Linked DNA regions of Mus musculus: regions 1, 3 and 4 are each linked to region 2. Evidence: chromatin contacts called from public promoter capture Hi-C data. All regions are on one chromosome and are shown on one strand. Each heading gives the region's core, a stretch centred on a gene start, on an enhancer-like site or on the middle of the called end of the contact. The rest is flanking DNA. Distances are from core to core; before and after follow the strand shown.

Region 1 (3,130 bases), core at 11-2,510, 1.3 Mb before region 2:
ATTGCTTCTTTTAAAATCAGGTTTTAAAATTGACTGTTGTGTTTTATGAAAAGAAAAAGAAGTCAGGTATATGTTTGGTGGCTGTCTGGTGTCTTAGTTAGGGTTTTACTGCTGTGAACAGACACCATGACCAAGGCAAGTCTTATAAAAAAACAACATTTAATTGGGGCTGGGTTACAGGTTCAGAGGTTCAGTCCATTATCATCAAGGTGGGAGCATGGCAGCATCCAGGCAGGCGTGGCACAGGCAGAGATGAGAGTTCTATGTCTTCATCCAAAGGCTGCTAGTGGAAGACTGACTTCCAGGCAACTAGAGTGAGGATCTTAAGCCCACAACCACAGTGACACACCTATTCCAACCAGGTCACACCTATTCCAACAAGGCCACATCTCCAAATGGTGCCACCCTCTGGTCCAAGAATATACAAACGTCATACCTGGTATGTTGAGGTGAAAAGGGGTACCTCTGAGGGCCAGTGTTGAAGCATTACCTTCTTCCTGAGGTACCAGCCACACAATTGTATAGTATAGAATACAGTTTATTTAAGACATGGAGAGGGGAGTTGAGGGGTTAGTAGAGACAAAGAAAGAGGGATAGAGAGGGGAGGAAGGAGGAGGAGGGACAGAGAAGAAAGAGGGTAAAAAAGGAAGAGAGGACAATTGAGCAAGAGAGGGGGGTATGTGAGGGTACAAGCAGCCCCTTTTATAGTGAGTCATGCCCACCTGGCTGTTGCCAGGTAATTGTGGGGCAGCCCAGAAGAAATGGCAACAGGGATGGTTCCTGCTTTAGAAAACACATGTTTAAAACATTAAACATGTTTGATCAGAAAGCACTGGGAATTTCCCCTGAGAGAAGCACACTTGCAATACTCCCGGATTTTGTAATTTCCACTGATGGCTGCCTGGGTTTTACTGTGCTTTATCTGTGCCAAGAAGGCTGGAGGAAACTGGAAATGGGTTCCAAGGAAAGAGAAGGTAAACAGATTCCACAGTGGAGGCCTGCTGTCCCTTGGCTGCAACAGAGTATCACACTGGCTTTTCGGGATAGACAGGAACCTCTGACCTCCCTTTCCAGTCTTGGCCAAGTTAACATGGCCTATTTTATTTTACTTTCAGTTTTGTTTCTGCTGCAGCATGTGATTTCTTTTAACTCCTTCTCTCTCTCTCTCTCTCTCTCTCTCTCTCTCTCTCTCTCTCTCTCTCTCTCTGTGTGTGTGTGTGTGGTCAGCTTACATAAAAGAGGAGCAAAGAGAGCAGGAGGGAGGAGAGCAGAAGGGAGCCTGAGGAGGCAGCAGCAGCTGAGAACTGCACTTGGACCTGTGCTGTGGGACCAGGTATATTTACTTTTCCTTTCTTTAAGGAGCAACTTAGTCTGGACCTCAGCTTGATTTCCAAGTCAAAGGGGCAACTGAGGGAGGGGGAAGGGAGGCAGATTATGAGCTCTCTGGTCTGCAGGGGGCTGTGGCTGGCTTTAGGTCTAGGAGGTCAGTTTCTTTCCTCTGATAAAGGACAGATACAAAGTGGCAGCCTGACACTGCTGGCTGCCCTGCTCTGTTAGACAAACTATGGGAAGAGCCCTGGTCCTGCCTCAGCTGGGACCACAACAGCTCCTGCCCTGGTTCACAGGCAACTGTAGGCAGAGGAAAGTCTCTGTGGAGGAACCGTGTGAGGAAAACTCAGCACAAGAGCTTGGCAAACATCTATCTGGAAATAACTTAGTTCCTACCTCACTGACTTTGAATTAAGTGTAAGAAGATAATCCAGTTCTATATTGATGTTTATGTTGTATGTGAGATGTAGAGATTACGTAGTGCTATGTGCATTTTGTTTGGGCTGCTAGTCTTATTTCATACATGGAACTAAGCTGCAGAGAGCCTGGTTTCTGGAGTTAAGTGACGTCACCTGTATCTAACTTCTGGAGATTCTGCACATTCTCCTTCCTTGGCATAATGTCCTCATGCTCATCTGGGACTGAGGGCAGGGCAGGGGAGGCAGGTTATGTGTTGTCTGACCTGTAGGAGTCTGTGTCTAGCCTAAGTCTATTAAGGTCTACAAAGTTGTGTACAGTAGTTAATTTTATTCCCTTCTTTGGCTGAATAATATTCTATTGTGCACATTGTCAGACTGTGTTAATGTATGCATCTGTTGGTGATCTGTTGGTGGGAGTCTGGGCTGTCTCCACAATGTGGGTATTGTGAACACAGCTGCCATGATCACTACAGCTCAAAGGTCCATCCAAGTCCTTCTTTGCTATTTTGTTTGTGTTGTAATCAAAGAAGAGCTGTTAGATCAGACATAAGTATTGATTTTCTCAAAAGCGAGGACTGTTTCCCATGAGGTAATATTCTGTATTCTTAGCCACAGAGTACAGACACCTGAGTTGTCTAAATTCTGGGTTACATGGATTTGTTTTTGCTTTGTGTGGTAGCTGTCCTTGTGTGTATGGTTTGATTGGCACTTCCTCAATATTTGTCAAAGACATGTTATAAGAAACAATGGGTCTATAGAATTGTTGTGCAACAAAAACAAGTAGTTCTTAAAAATAACAGCATTCATGCTTAAACTGTAAACATCAGCAAAACTAAGTAAACAATTTCAAATAAATATGTATGTTAACCCAAAGCAAGCTTCAGCCTCAGTAAGCTCTAAGAAGCCAAATCACACATGATCATGTGACTCTAGACTCTTACACCATGTCCCTCAGCATGGCAAAACAGAAATAGTGTAACGGAAAGTTTCTTCATTTTGCATCCATGTTTCCCTAATAAAACCTGATTGCCATTCTGTCCTGGGAACAGAGACACTTCACCTTTCACTCTGGTACATCCCAATTTGGACATTACATCTTTTTCAAGTAAGTTTATTTAAAAATTTTATAGTTTTCTCATACAAGGTGATTTGCAATATTGAGTACTATCTTGTGTGCTCATGGACATTTGTAAGCCTTCTCTGAAGAAATTTCAACCCAGTGCTTTTCTCAGTTTAGAACTGAGGTGTCTGTGATGAATTGTAGAGCCACTTTGTTTCAGATAGTAACCCTTTATCACACATGTGATTTACTACAGGTCTTCGTCACCCATTCTTGGGTTGCCTTTTTACACGCTGTATAGAATGCTCTGGTGCACGAATTT
Region 2 (3,005 bases), core at 281-2,780:
GGCCAGTGAACTTAAGCCTCCTGAAAGCAGCAATGAGCTGACTTTAATATAATTTAATCTGGCTTAAATTGGCTCTGTAAACTGGAGGTGGAGAAATAACCTATCAGACTCCTGGAGAGGATAGGATACTTTTTCTCTGCCAACATCTATAGTTGTTGGAACAAGAAAGAAAGAAAAAAAAATAGAACCTTGTTGCCTAAAGTTACAAATAAAACTTAACAGAAGTAGCAAAGGGAGAGAGAATTATATTGGGATGATAGGAGACAGGAAGATAAAGAGCAAGCAAAGCAAGCCACATCCTCAGTGTCACAGGAGGAAAGTCAACGGATAACATTTATAGTTCATAAACCAACCACTCAACAGACAGGCTATTAGCTTGTTCCTGCTGCTAAATGAGGAGAAACTGCCTCAAAACAACCTGGGGAAGAGAGAGTTCCAGGCCAGCCAGAGCTACACAGAGGAATCCTGTCTCAAAAAGTGTGTACTGGGGACGAGAATGCTGGAGAGATGGCTATAGCTCTGTGGTTAAGAGCACTGTCCATTCTTCCTGTGGACAATGGTTCAATTCCCAGTGCCTACATGCAGGTTCACAGCTCCTAGTAACTTCAGTTCTAGGAAACCCAGAACCCTCATCTGCCCTTTCCCCACACCGGGAGCAAAAATAGTGTGCACACAGGCAGGCAAACCACCCACCATTCTTGAATATATGTTTTGTTTCTCGTTTTCAGATTCTCAGAGGCCGAGTGGGAGCTGGTTGCCCCGCTACACGGCTCTTCCCTGGGGAGATGGGTTTACTGCTTCTCCTAAAACTTGATTATGCCTTGGGAGGATACACCCCTCTGCCCTCCAGAAATGCTCAATTCAAATTAAAATGCGATGTAGGGTCATTTCTAATTCAGGAGCTTGGTTTTCCCTCTTGTGCTTTGTTTTGCTTGAAGGGTTGTTTGTTTTGTTATTAATTTTTGGTTAGCGTGCAAAGAAATGGGTTTGTGACTTTTATACACAAACGTGCCAGGTGTTCTAACCCGCCCCTCCCCCATAGCCGTCCTCCCATCCCCCTCTTGCTACTTCTCTTCCTTTCCCCAAAGAGTCCCCTTCCTTGTTTCCTGGTCCTTTAAGGTGTGGCTCCACATTTGCAACCCTTATGCAGAAACAGACAACTGTCCACCGCAGCCTGAGCACTGCTAGCACTTGCCCTTCATCCTTTACTGCGCAGCGTGACGACCTCTCCTCTCCTAGGTCTGCTGCAGACAGGGAGGGGATTTTTCCATTTTAGGAAAGCGTGAGGTAACTAGCCCTCCTAGGAGGAAGTCCGCGATAGCTATCAGGGTCGCACCGCCCTAGGGCTTGCCTCTGAACTTCGTCCCTCCCAGATTTCCAAGCCAGCGAGCAGTTGCTCTGACTGCAGTCCGAGCCAATGGCAAAAACCCTCCTGAAGCCCGGCCCCGCGGAAGGAATGGTTTCCGAGTTGTTTGTTTCTCTTTAATAGGGGAACTCTGCCTTGCTTAAGCTTTTACTCTGTGCGTAACCGACACCCTCCAGAGGCCGTTTAGGACCGGGAACGAGAGCACCGGGCCTCCAAAAGGATGAAGTATCTTCTTGACTTGATCCTGCTGCTGCCTTTGCTCATCGTCTTCAGCATTGAGTCTCTTGTCAAGCTTTTTATTCCCAAGAAGAAAAAATCTGTCGCCGGAGAGATCGTCCTGATCACCGGAGCTGGTCATGGGATTGGAAGACTGACTGCCTACGAATTTGCCAAACTTAACACCAAACTGGTTCTCTGGGATATCAATAAGGTAACCGCGCTTCGTCGCTGCCTTTTCTTTGTGGTCCACACTGGCAAACAACCACCCTTTATAGTTCTCTGTAGAGTCCATAGAGCATATAGTAACTATTCATATTTTTTCAGATTATAAGAGAGGCATAATTTGATATCTGTTAAGACCACACGATGAACGGACCTATGGACAATGAGAATCTTGGCTATCTCCCTTCGCTACATTAACACTACATTAAATCCATCCTGAAAGTGGCCTATAATCTCCTCCTACTGACCATCATAAACTTTTGGAAAATACAGCAGTTTTAGGTGCTATACCAAGAGTTAGATGTGTGCGGCTGTCAAGTCTCGTTTGCAGCTGCTGAGATGGGCTCGAAATGACACCCTACAGGGATCACCATTGCACTGCCAGTTGCCTACAGGAGTCATCTAAGTCACCTTATAGAAAAAATAGTTAAAAGTGAAATAACTTCAGTGCGGTCTCCTGTACCTTCAGGTTGAGGTGGGAGGTGAGTTAGAAGGAGCTAGCAGTGAAGTGTTGGTCTGGCTTTTGGTGGATGACAGAGGGAATCTGAAGGCATCTTCTGGCTTAGCGTGCCCCTCACTGCACTGTGTACATCCATTCTATAAACAAGAGGTCAAGGTTCATGAGATTAAATAAGAACTCTAACTCTAGAGTGATTGTGACAACAAGTAATCAGTGCTCCATAGTATCTACAGCCCAGATGGTAAGACCTGGTGGCAAACAGGAGATGGGCTACCTACGTCTGGTGGAGAAAACAGATAATTAGATATGTATACGATGGATTAACAATGCAAACTGGGCCAGCATGGGTCAGCTAGCCAAGGCCCAGCATAGGCATATGGTCAGGCATATGAAATGGGCTCTTTGCTTCTTAACTGAGAAAGACGAGGCTACCCAGGCTTTAGTTTTCAGAAGGCCAGGGAGATGGTAAGTTAATGTGTGAGGTGATTTAGCCAAGAGTCTAGCAGGTGGCACACAAACTAGTCTGAAATTTTATTCTTTAACAAGAATGGTTTGGGCTTATCGTTTCTAATATACACAATTTTCTCTAAAAAAGTGTGTTTATCCAAAAGAAAAAAATGTTTGATGACTCTTACTGCCTTCTGGACAGTATTATAATACAGAACTACAGATACCTGTGATGAAGCAGCCTTCATGAGCTAAAGACAGTCAACAGGCAACCTGTACTATAAAATGCAC
Region 3 (2,714 bases), core at 74-2,573, 1.5 Mb after region 2:
CCAACAAGACAAAACTTTATACTTATGAGTAAGCAAAGCTTTTACACTTTGTATATTTCAGGCACCTCACCTGACTTTCTCATTTCCTTTTTGAAGAATGGGATGAAACAGTGATGTTTTGGAAGCTAAACGGGACTAATCTGTAATATGGTGAGTAAAGGGACAAAAACAAACACACTAGGGAGAGACTTACTCAGATGAGTTGGAACAGATTACAGTGGAGCCAGGAGCTGGGTCACTAGCCCATATTAGACAGCCTAGCATCTCAAAGGCATTCCGCCTAATAATCTCTCTTTGAGGACTTTCACAAGAAATACTGCTAAAGTTATCTTTAATAAGAATGTACTGCCTGCTTCTCTTTTAAAGTAGGTGGATACCTCCTCAAAATACTACTCCTTCAAGAAGTCTAAACCCATCTGTGTGTCTTAAAATCCACCGAAGATTACCACTTTCCGGTACAATAGTAACACAATATATACTGAAATCTACCTCCACACGCCAGTTGTCTAGGCAACTCTGAAACTAGCTAAAACATCAGCAGATGAAAGGAGAAGGTAGACGGCGGGAGTAGAGACTGTATCAGTTGCATTTGTTTTGTAAGTCAGAAACACAAGATGCCTGCTTGTTGTGTTTTACACGCAAGCGAGTGCTCTCGCGCGCGCGCGCACGCGCACACACACACACACACACACACACACACACACACACTGAACCAGTATGGTCCCAGCGTTGCTCCTGGCTCACAGCAGTTACCTCCCTATAGCCTGAAGCTGCTATCCACCCACCCTCCGGGTGGTTTCTCCCCCCCTCCCCCCAAGCCCCAGCTCCACAGCAGCAATCAAATCACCTACCCTGCCAGGGATGCCGGACCTACAAGGGATGGCTGGCGGCTGCTCCGATGTCCAGGCTCCTAGGACTGGCCTAAAGATGAGTTCCAGTCGGCAGGGTGCCCTTTACTTCCCAGGGCGAGCGCAGAACCCCATTCGCCAGGCCTGCGTGCTGCTCTCAGAGGAAGCCCGGGCAGCCCCAGAGCCACAGCTGCATGGAAAGTTGGGGGGGACTCCCCCAGCAGTCGCTGTCTCGCTCTAGTTCTGTCCCCTCTGCAGCCTGGGCGGCCCCGCGGCCCCGTGATTCCCTTCCGAGTCCCACCGGCTTTCTCTCACCCGGGCTGAATTGCCACATGCACTTGAGAAATCCTAGCAGTTGCGCAAAGAGTCAAGAAGTTAGAAAGAGTGATTGTGTGTGAATGTGTAAATATACAGTACAAGAGGCTGGAACAACTGAGTGGGGCCAGCCCGCAGACGCAGCCGGGTTTCGGGTTTCAGTTGGCAGCTGGCGGCTTCAGAGGACCCAAGCAGCACTGGTGGGGTGGCGGGAGCCCCGCCCTGCACGCCAGCCTCACCTCCAGAGCAATGCTGGGCGGGCGCCCCATCAGACACCACTGCCTGGGCCCTCTGCAGTTGGCTGCGTTCATTTCAGCCCAAATGCAGCATGAGGGCATGCTGCTCACAGATCTGTGGCTATGGGTGAGAGAATGTAAGGAACCCAAAGCCCCCACTCTTGTGTTCCTTCAGCAAGCCTCACACACTGGTTATGCGCGCCCTGCCACCATCTCTGCCAAATCTTATTTCTCCAGCTTAAGCTTTATTCCTAAAAACGTATTTAGATGAGTGTGCTCTAGTCAGGCATTTCGAGAGATGTTAAGTGTAATAAACCGTCTTGACATGCTTTTAGAGTTCTCAGAGCAAGGTGGCAAATATATTCCTGATATAGACTGCCCCAGCCCCCAGCCCCCAGCCCCCAGCCCTCCCCACTCCCACCCACTGAGCGCTTACTGTTCTAGGTGTTTGGCACTCTTAGGTTTCCTAAAGCCTGGTGTTTTGGATTTTGTCCTTTGGGATGTCCAGGCACATGCTCAGGCTGACGAGCATACAAGCCTGGATGGGCACGAATAGGTATTTTGCTTTTGTTGCCGTCAGGTTTCCGGGGCGGGGGTAGGGATGAGTCTGCTCCATCCCAGGCCGAGGTCCCACTAGAAAATTGATTTTTCTGGCAGGAGACACCTCAGCCCTTTAATGAATGAAATTAAGTTCGGGGGGGGGGGGAATAAGCTCTTTTGCCTGATCCTTTAAAATGTGTGTAGAACCCCTAGCCAGAAGCCATGTGGCCTGTGTTTCTAATTGGTGGGATAGATGACCTTCAGCGGCTCACAAGGCCTTGCATGTTGTAATGGCGGACTGTTAACACTGTCAAGTGACAGCCTGTGGGCAGTTCTAAATGAGAACTGCAAAACAATGAGATTAACCAAAATGAAATCTGCACACATTCCATGCCCTGAGAGCCCCTGGAAGACAAGTGTCAGTAGGTATGATTCAAGACTGTGACATTTCAAAAAGGCAAGACTGCTATTAGGTTGGGAGCCTACTTTCTGGTTATAACAAATGTTACCACAGCAATTCAGACCCAAGGTGACACAAATTAAACTCAGGGAGGCTGCCCGGCAGATCCCAGGCTGAGAGATTAAGATACATCCCATCCTTGTGTCCAAGGCCTTTGGCCTTCACACCTCTGTCTCCATCGTTTCCACTTGACACCATCTCACCAGCCAGTGTGATGTATGGGGTTCTTAGGCTAGAGAGAACACAGAAAGAGAAAGGGGAGGGTTGTCATGGAGACGGCAGATGAGGTAAAGGAAGAGTTCCATCTGCTAAGAA
Region 4 (2,905 bases), core at 321-2,820, 1.1 Mb before region 2:
CCCAGTATTTAAAAAAAATATTCTATGGCATAGTTACCTGACAACAATCATGGTACAAACATTCTACAGTAACTCAATGTTTTCTGCTCTTACATCTTCACTAGTATAAGTCTTAGGACCAGGAGTCAAGGTCAGAGGATTTGTGAGTCTCCTTTTTAAGTCATATTCTGGTGTGGTACTGTGCATTGAGTATTTCATTGTCGCACATTATTTGGTACTTTTGTTTCTTTCTATACAGAAATAGGTATTTGATAATATTCATGATGAATAGAGAGAGAGTTCACTGAAGTAGAATTAAGGTACCAGTTTACCTCCATGCTGCTGACCTGCTCCTTTGTCCCTTTATCACTCTGAGTTCTGCACCTAATGTCTAGGAGAATAAATTAAGGACCCTGAAGCTAGGTGCCTGGATATGGCCCAGTCTCCAAGGGGTACTCCCTTGTTTAATCCTTCCTGTGAAAACACAATGGATCACACTCTGCAGCTCTCCCCACTGCTTTGTGTTTCATCCTTTACAAATGGTGTTCAATCTCCCATCAGGGACAAAGTTCAGATCCCAAACTGGCTGCCTTCCTAAGAGCTCAGAAAATAAAGCTTCATTTTTAAGCTTCCACCTCTGAAGTGAGTTTTCTTAGCTGCTACCCTGAACACAACTCCTACTTACTATTCTTTAATTACTTCTTTAAAAACAGTTTTCAGAACAACTGTTGTGTTTTCTGAAAAAGAAAAAGAAGCCAGGGATATGTGTGGTGGAGGTGGGGTATGGTGAAGTGGAAGGTGGTATGGGGGGTGGGGGCATGCTGAGGCATCCTGTCCTCCTGAGGTACCAGCCACACAATTGTATAGTATAGAATAGAGTTTATTTTGGACATGGACAGGGGATTTGAAAGGGTAGTAGAGACAGAGAAAGAGGAACAGAGAGAGGGAGACAGGAAGCAGGGAGAGGACTTGAGAAAGAAGAGGGTAAGAAAGGAAGAGAGGAAGATCTCAGGGAGAGAGATTGAAAGAGAGAGAGAGAGAGAGAGAGGGAGAGAGAGAGGGCAGAGTGGACAAGCAGCCCTTTTTATAGTGAGTCATGCCCAGCTCGCTGTTGTCAGGAAACTGTGGGACAGAGTCCAGAAAGAAATGGCAACAGTTATGGTTCCTGTTTTAGAAAACACGTTTAAAACATTAAAGCTCTTCACTCAAAAAGCACCTGGAATTTCCCCTGAGAGAAGCACACGTGCAATCCTCCCAGATTGTGTCATTTCCACTGATAGGGGTCTGGGTTTACTGTGCTTTATCTGTGCCTAGAAGGCTGAGGAAACTGGAGATGGGTTCCAAAGAAAGAGAATGTAAACTCTTTCCACAGTGGAGGCCTGCTGTCCCTTGGCTGCAACACAGTTTCTCACTGACTTTTCTGACACTAAGCATCCTCTGACCTCCCCTTCCAGTCTTGGCCAAGTTAACAATGCCTTGGCTTACTTTACTTTCAGTTTTGTTTCTGCTGCATCCTGTGTGTGTGTGTGTGTGTGTGTGTGTGTGTGTGTGTGTGTGTGTGTGTGTGGTCAGCGCACATAAAAGAGGAACAAAGAGAGCAGGAGGGAGGAGAGCAGAAGTGAGCCTGAGGAGGCAGCAGCAGCTGAGAACTGCACTTGGACCTGTGCTGTGGGACCAGGTATATTTACTTTTCCTTTCTTTAAGGAGCAACTTAGTCTGGACCTCAGCTTGATTTCCAAGTCAAAGGGGCAACTGAGGGAGGGGGAAGGGAGGCAGATTATGAGCTCTCTGGTCTGCAGGGGGCTGTGGCTGGCTTTAGGTCTAAGAGGTCAGTTTCTTTCCTCTGACAAAGGACAGATACAAAGTTGTAGCCTGACACAGCTGGCTGCCCTGCTCTGTTGGAGAAGCTGTGGGAAGAGCCCTGGTCCTGCCTCAGCTGGGACCACAGCTACAGCTCCTGCCCTGGTTCACAGGCAGCTGTAGTCAGAGGGAAGTCTTTCTGTGGAGGAACCCTGTGAGGAAAATTCAGCACAAGAGCTTGGCAAACCTCTATCTCGAAATAACTTAGTTCCTACCTCACTGACTTTGAATTAAGTGTAAGAAAATAGTCCAGTTCTCTCTTGATGTTTATGTTGTATGAGATGTAGAGATCACGTAGTGCTATGTGCATTTTGTTTGGGCTGCTAGTCTTATTTCACATGGAACTAAGCTGCAGAGAGCCTGGTTTCTGGAATTAAGTGATGTCACCTGTATCTAACGTCTTAGGATTTTGCACATTCTCTTTTCTTGGCATAATGTCTTCATGCTCATGTGGGACTAAAGACAGGGCAGGGGAGGTAGGTTACTGTGTTGTCTGGTCTGCAGGGTCCATGGATAGCCTTAAGTATATGAAGGTCTATAAAGTAGTGTGCAGTAGAATTTTATTCCTTTTTTTTTTTTTTTTTTTTTGCTGAATAACATTCTATTGTGCATGCTATCAGACTGTGTTAATGTATGCATCTGTTGGTGATCTGTTGGTGGGAGACTGGGCTGTGTCCACATTGTGGGTATTGTAAATACAGATGCTATGATCAATACAGCTCAAAGGTCCATCCAAGTCCTTGTTTTCTAGTTTGTTTATGTTGTAATCAAAGAAGAGCTTTTAGGTCAAACATAACTATATATTATCTCAGAAGTCAGGACTGTTTCCTGTGAGGTAATATTCTGTGTTCTAGGCTGCAGAGTACAGACACCTGAGTTGTTTAAATTCCAGGTGACATGTATTTGTTTTTGCCTTGTGTGGTAGCTGTCCTTGTGTGTATGAAGTGATGCTTTGTGATTTGATTGGCACTTCCTCACTGTTTTTCAAAGCCACGTTATAATGAACACTGGGTCTGAAGAATTATTGAGCAACAAAACCAAGTAGCTCTTAAAATAACTTCATTTA

Evidence for each region. Promoter capture Hi-C pulls out the DNA fragments that hold promoters and counts their contacts.
Region 1: a contact with region 2 is called in a promoter capture Hi-C map of liver, with 2.3 times the contacts expected there. The contact joins the promoter of Gbp6 here to the promoter of Hsd17b11 in region 2. A contact is called at or near these places in 3 of 39 promoter capture datasets (the 3T3-L1 cell line, 3T3-L1-derived adipocytes and liver) and 1 of 115 datasets of contacts at active chromatin or transcription factors (large pre-B cells).
Region 3: a promoter capture Hi-C map of pre-B cells shows a contact between it and region 2, with 4 times the contacts expected there. The contact joins the promoter of Arhgap24 here to the promoter of Hsd17b11 in region 2.
Region 4: a promoter capture Hi-C map of pre-B cells shows a contact between it and region 2, with 8 times the contacts expected there. The contact joins the promoter of Gbp9 here to the promoter of Hsd17b11 in region 2. A contact is called at or near these places in 2 of 39 promoter capture datasets (the C10 cell line and pre-B cells) and 1 of 115 datasets of contacts at active chromatin or transcription factors (large pre-B cells).

What each region holds. Positions count from the first base shown.
Region 1 is chr5:105,291,829-105,294,958 of GRCm38.p6, reverse strand. Gbp6 (guanylate binding protein 6) reads left to right here and starts at 1,260. Exons shown (of 11, transcript NM_194336.2): 1 at 1,260-1,333.
Region 2 is chr5:104,020,321-104,023,325 of GRCm38.p6, reverse strand. Hsd17b11 (hydroxysteroid (17-beta) dehydrogenase 11) reads left to right here and starts at 1,530. Exons shown (of 7, transcript NM_053262.3): 1 at 1,530-1,796. The coding sequence starts at 1,587.
Region 3 is chr5:102,480,000-102,482,713 of GRCm38.p6, reverse strand. Arhgap24 (Rho GTPase activating protein 24) reads right to left here and starts at 1,323. Exons shown (of 10, transcript NM_029270.2): 1 at 852-1,323.
Region 4 is chr5:105,108,957-105,111,861 of GRCm38.p6, reverse strand. Gbp9 (guanylate-binding protein 9) reads left to right here and starts at 1,570. Exons shown (of 11, transcript NM_172777.4): 1 at 1,570-1,657.